2 separate regions of the Hordeum vulgare genome follow, and region 2 is linked to region 1. The links are chromatin contacts, called in public Hi-C maps. All regions are on one chromosome and are shown on one strand. Each heading gives the region's core, a stretch centred on a gene start, on an enhancer-like site or on the middle of the called end of the contact. The rest is flanking DNA. Distances are from core to core; before and after follow the strand shown. Region 1 holds the start of LOC123411551. Region 2 holds the start of LOC123411923 (stromal processing peptidase, chloroplastic).

Evidence for each region. A called contact is a pair of places that touch in the nucleus more often than the background predicts.
Region 2: a contact with region 1 is called in a Hi-C map of leaf, with 8 times the contacts expected there. The contact joins the promoter of LOC123411923 here to the promoter of LOC123411551 in region 1. A contact is called at or near these places in 5 of 6 Hi-C or Micro-C datasets (leaf, seedling and an unstated tissue) and 1 of 1 datasets of contacts at active chromatin or transcription factors (embryo).

Annotation. Positions count from the first base shown.
Region 1 is chr7H:546,421,485-546,424,258 of MorexV3_pseudomolecules_assembly, forward strand. It overlaps LOC123411551, which reads right to left and starts at 1,401. Exons shown (of 5, transcript XM_045104516.1): 1 at 1,134-1,401; 2 at 371-964. The coding sequence starts at 915.
Region 2 is chr7H:546,712,040-546,714,813 of MorexV3_pseudomolecules_assembly, forward strand. It overlaps LOC123411923 (stromal processing peptidase, chloroplastic), which reads left to right and starts at 1,455. Exons shown (of 25, transcript XM_045104881.1): 1 at 1,455-1,744; 2 at 1,834-2,029; 3 at 2,638-2,774. The coding sequence starts at 1,539.

The DNA of each region.
Region 1 (2,774 bases), core at 151-2,650:
AATTAAAACTCTACTGCAACCTAGCTTTTACCCTGTGAAATTGCTCTGCGTACGACTTGATATTTACGATTCACGTCCGACGTTTATGATCCCACGATTACCATTGATGCATAGATCTGATCCAAGGGTGGCTGAGCAGTGTCGTACAAAGTCGTAAGAAAAATATCGTACGCATAGCACTGCTCTTTACCCTGCGAGCGCGGGAAACCCAGGGCTAAGAGTGTACAATATCAGTTACTAACTGCCTAACAGGGTACTCTACTTGTTCATTTCTTTCTCAAACAATAGAATCAGACAATCTGGAAACAGGATTGCATAATCATCCAATCAACAGCATTCAGTGCATACAAGGAACTGACAACAGACTCACCTGGGCATCAGGGAGGCTTGACCGCCATCAGCATGAGCTGAAAATGGAGAATTCACTTCCATGTCACCATTGTCTGCCTCATCACGAGTGTCAGAGTCCGCGAACGAGCTTGAGCACTCCGTGCTATCCCCTCCTCGCTCGTCAGTCGAGTCGTCCGGACTCGCCATGGGCGGCTTATAGGAGGAGGAAGCTATCCCCACAAAATCGGCACCCGCAGGCCGGGTGCAAGGGGCGAGAACGGTGCCTTCGCAGTGCTCGGGCTCGGGCTCGGATTTCACCCGCACCTTGCCCAGATTCTCCTTGGCCCCGTCGCCCTTGCCGTTGACATCCACAGCCGGGGCAGGGTCATCTGAGGAGTCGATGCCGTCCTCACAAACAGCTGTGGCCGGGTCATCTGAGCGGAATTCACCGGGCACAGAACCGCCTCCGGGAGCGACGGAACGCTCCCCGTCGTCTTCGGACTTGAGCGCGTTCTGGGTGTTGTTGCCGCCGCCGACCTCGCCCTCGACGTCCAAAGCCGGAGCCGAAGCCGAAGCCGGCGCCATGGCTGGTCGGCGAGCGACGGAGAGATCCCCGAGGCGGAATCAGAGAACCCTGCGGCGGATTACAGCAACAACCGCTGAGAAATTCGCACAAAGAGCAACCCAGCGGGCACGAAAACAGAGGACGTCGCGGGAAAAAAAAGGAAGATCCAACTGCGCATGGCACGGGCGAGAGAGACGCGAGACAGGGCAGGGCCGTAGGCGTAGGGGATTGGGCTTACCGGCGGGGCCGCGAGGGGCGGCGAACTCCGATGAATCGCCTGCGGGGGAGGATCAGGGCGACCGGAATGGGGGCTGGGGGCTGGGAATTGGGGGGTCTCGGCCCGGAGACGAGAGATCGATTTGGGGAGAGATTCCGTTGGCTCCACTGTGTTGTTGTGTTTGCGCCTGTTTCTTGCGGAGGAAGAGGAACGGGCGTCCCCGAGCGCTCGCTCGCTCTCTCTCTCTCTGTGTTTCTTTTTTTTTCCCCGCTGCTGCTCACCGTTTGATGGGGTCGGGCGAGCGAGCCGTGGAAAAGCGTCTCGCCTATGCCTGGTCTGGCGAATTATAACGGCGCAGCGCCAGCATGCCGTCACCCAGTCCTGCATTAGGCCTTCCGTAATGATAGTATCTTGGCACAATATCATAGGCAAAATGCTGACGTGGCACTATATTTATTGAGGAAAGAGGAGGTTGTTGTATCTTATTTAGGATACGGCTCTTGCACGGTATCATAGGCAAAATAACTTGTTAGACCAATCACATATTAGTATGAGGCCAAAATCATTAAATACATGCTTACTAAGATACGACACTTAACATACAATACATTAGGATGGTTGTATCTAACGATCGTATACTACCTAGGATACCGCGCTAAGAGACAATGCATTACGGAAAGCCTTACGATCTGGATACGATGGCTCGTCATTTCAACAACAACAAAAAAAGAATACGATGCCTCGTTAACTTATTGTATATCTTTTTTTTGTGTGTGTGGGTGGGGGGGGGGGGGGATTGTGTCTTTGCAAACACGAAGGTCCCACCGTTGCGGCTTGGTCCTCCTCCTATCTCCGATCCGGCGGTCTCGTCGACCGTCCGAGGAGTAGAGACCCGTTCCTTTCGTTGTTCTTAGTTAGCTCTAACAGGTCCTTGTTTTCTTAAATTTTTGATTCCATGGCAATATCGGTGGTGAGTGGAAGCGGTGATGATGCGGTGGAATAGGGTCTTTTTTCTACCTCAACAACGTCCAATCTAACACCGACGAAGGGCCTATGGGAGTAGGTCTTGCCATATTTATTACTTATCTTAGATCTTATTAGTTTGTGAGTCTATAAAAATCAGTTAACTGGTTCTTGGGACGACAACTTTGAACTTTTCTTTCAGTTTGTTTGGAGTATGGCCCGATTTCTTCAATGTCATGAATTGATGGTGAGGGATTGCGAGTATTGATGTTGGTTTTCTCCAAAGGTCATCATGTAGACCCTTAAGAGGGCGTTGTCGTGAGTGGCGAGTGTAAAACATGTTCCATTAACTACCGCACTACCACCCTCGATTTCATCGACGTTTCAGTGAAGAAGGTGAATGGGGATCTTTGAAGACTCACACGGATGTATGGTGAGCCCAACTGGCACTACAAGGAATATGGTTGATAATGACCCGCCATTTTGGTCACTGAATTGCCATTATTTATGATTAGCTAAATGTTCGTGCGTTGTCACGGAAAAAAATAACAATGTTGTACTGGTTGTATTTGTCCCCTCGCCTCCATCTCTTCTTTCGTTGGTTTAAAATTTTCTCAACACATATCTTATTTATCTTACCACACCAAGACAAATTTTGCTCTTTCTCCGCTTTATCTGAGTATATTCCTTGCTCTAGCT
Region 2 (2,774 bases), core at 205-2,704, 290 kb after region 1:
GGAAGTGTATATGCATGCATGGATTCGATGGTTATGGACGTGTTTACAATTCTTTTGAAGAAAAATATGACTATGTTACAAGAAAAATGGATATCCTTAACAAGAAATCTAGCTTTTGTATAAAAATAACTACTTGTATGGTTGTCTACCCCAAGATATATAAATATATTATTTACTTTGATTTATTCGGTTAACCATTCGTTTTTTCAATATATACCATAAAAATCAATTTTCAAAACGGCATGAAAAGTTCATACCATATCAAAAAAAATAAACCCATTGTTAAGGAAATCGTAAATGGTAGTTGTTTGGTCGATTTGGGAGTAGCGATTAATCGATGAATCATCCCATTAACTGGATTAATCGGGCGATTATTAATCGATAGATTAACTCGGAATATGCGAACATATTCTAGTTTTTTTAATGAATTATACCCTACTCTCATGCTGTCAGCTATATAGTATACCAAAACATGCTACTGTTTAATCAAATCCTAGCTATTGAGGAGCGAGAGGACCATAGGAGAGGTTACATGTCAAAAATTTGGACTTTGTTTCCCCACGAGTTAATAGGCTAGTTGTGGTTAATCATCTTGACAACCGATTAATCGGTTTGACGGGTCAGTTAATGGGCTTGATAGGCCATTTAATCGGCCTTACAGGCCATTTAATCGACCTGACAAGTTAAAATGATGAATAAGTGTTATTTGAATCGGCCATCAACAAGTAGCGATTAACTGACACATTAACCGATTAATCGAACGAATTCTTAAACATTAAAACCATAAAAATGATTCGGTTCGGTTTATTTTTAGTATGTTTTTTTGATTCGGTTTATTGTCAGTATGTTTCTTGATTCGGTCTTAAAATGCACAGGGTGACTTCCGACATCATAAGAGTCTAAAACATGAATTATAATTGGATGGGGATACAGTGTGCAACGCATTCATGGAGTGATCTGCGAATAGTCAAGCAATAATGGACCGTCAATGATGGATGACCTGACTATTCTAAAAAGACGAGAATCTCCCCGCAAATGCTTATGTGCTGGAAAATCTGAAACAAAAGAAATGTTAAGGCCTTTTGTAATAAAGAATCTCTCACAACGAGAGTGGTGCAATAATCAAGGACGAGGCCAAGACGTAGGTCATAGCCGAGGCTAAATTTTTGAACAATTTAATTTCGGGAAAGTGATTTTTTCTGTTTTGATTGGACCATGTTGTCTTGTAAGCTTGAAATTTTGTCTAAACTTTTTCTTAATAATTAATGGAACAAGACAAAACTTTTGCCTTTTTTTTTATTTTTAAAAGGGAAGACTTCCGGCACCAACTCGCGAGTCAGGAGGATATTTGCGTCCCCACCTCTCGCAGCCGCGAAAGCCGCCGTGCCGGCCCCCAACTCCTCGATAGGCCCCAGCCTATTTTACCCTCACAAAAACACCAAAATGCCCAGAAAAGACTAGTAATAGAGAGAGAGAGAGAGAGCAGCGTTCTCTCGCTCTCCTATCCTCCCCTCCCCCCCCTCCGGGCCATCCCACCCATGGCCTCCTTCCCCTCCCCCTCCGTCGTCGCGGCTGCGGCGGCCGCGCCCCCGCGCCTCGCCCCGGGCCTCTCCCTCTCCGCCGCCGCCGTGCACCACTCCTCCCACGCCTTCCGCCCACGCGCCTCCCTCACCCTGCGCCCCTCCGCCACCGCCGCGCCCGCCAACCCCCTCCGCTGCACGCACCGCCGCGCCGTCACGCCCAGGTGAGTACTGACCCACGCCGCCCGCGAGGGCCCACCGGGTTTGTTAGCGAATTGCTGATTCGCGTCCTTCTGTGCGTGCCTGCCCGCAGGTCGAGGAGGCGGACGCAAGGGCTCGGGGCGGCGTCTGCGTCGTCCGCTGGGATTCTCGGCGAGGAGAGGGACGGGTGCCTCTCCTGCTTCCCGAGGAGCCGGAGGCGGGGACGACCCGGGCTCGCCAGGTTCGCGCCCTGCGCGCTCCCGCACACCTCGGGCTTATCGCTACACAGCCGGTGGAGCGGGCCTAAGGTTTGTTTTCCTCTGAATTGATGGATTATTAGGCAGCTATATCTTTCTGTTAACGGATTGCACGTGGTGACTGCTGGGGAAAAGTGCCTTGTTCTTTACTTCTCTTCTTAATATATGTTCTGCCTGGTTCCTTAATTAGTGGTGCGAATTATGGAGGGTATATGAGCAGCACAATAAATGTGGACTGACCATCAGTACAAGTGTAAACAGAATTAAGCGTTATTTTTTCTACTAAAGGGATTCCCTGGTTTCTATGTCCATGAAGCCTGCACATGTTTGTTTTTCCATTAACTGTCAAGCTAAATGTTGAGCCTCACTAGCGGGAGGTTTTGTACTGCAAATATTGTACTTCCTCCGTTCCTAAATATAAGTCCTTTTAGAGGTTACTAGAGAACTATATACGGATGTATATGGACATACTTTAGAGTATAGATTCATTCATTTTGCTCCGTATGTACTCTCCTTGTGAAATCTCTAAAAAGACTTATATTTAGAAATGGAGGGAGTACCAAGCAAACATATAGCGAGAGGGCAGTTGCTTATCGGTATTTGAGTATGCAGCAAGCTAAATGTTGAAGGCACTGACTTAACTTTTTGATGTTTCTCAGACCAGGCGTAGTCATATATTACGTGCTGCTGGACCTGACGAACCACATGTTGCAAGTCCAACATGGTCTGAGACAGCTCTTGATAAACCTTATGACCCCACGATAAGAAACGGGGCGCTTGAAGATGTCCTGGACAC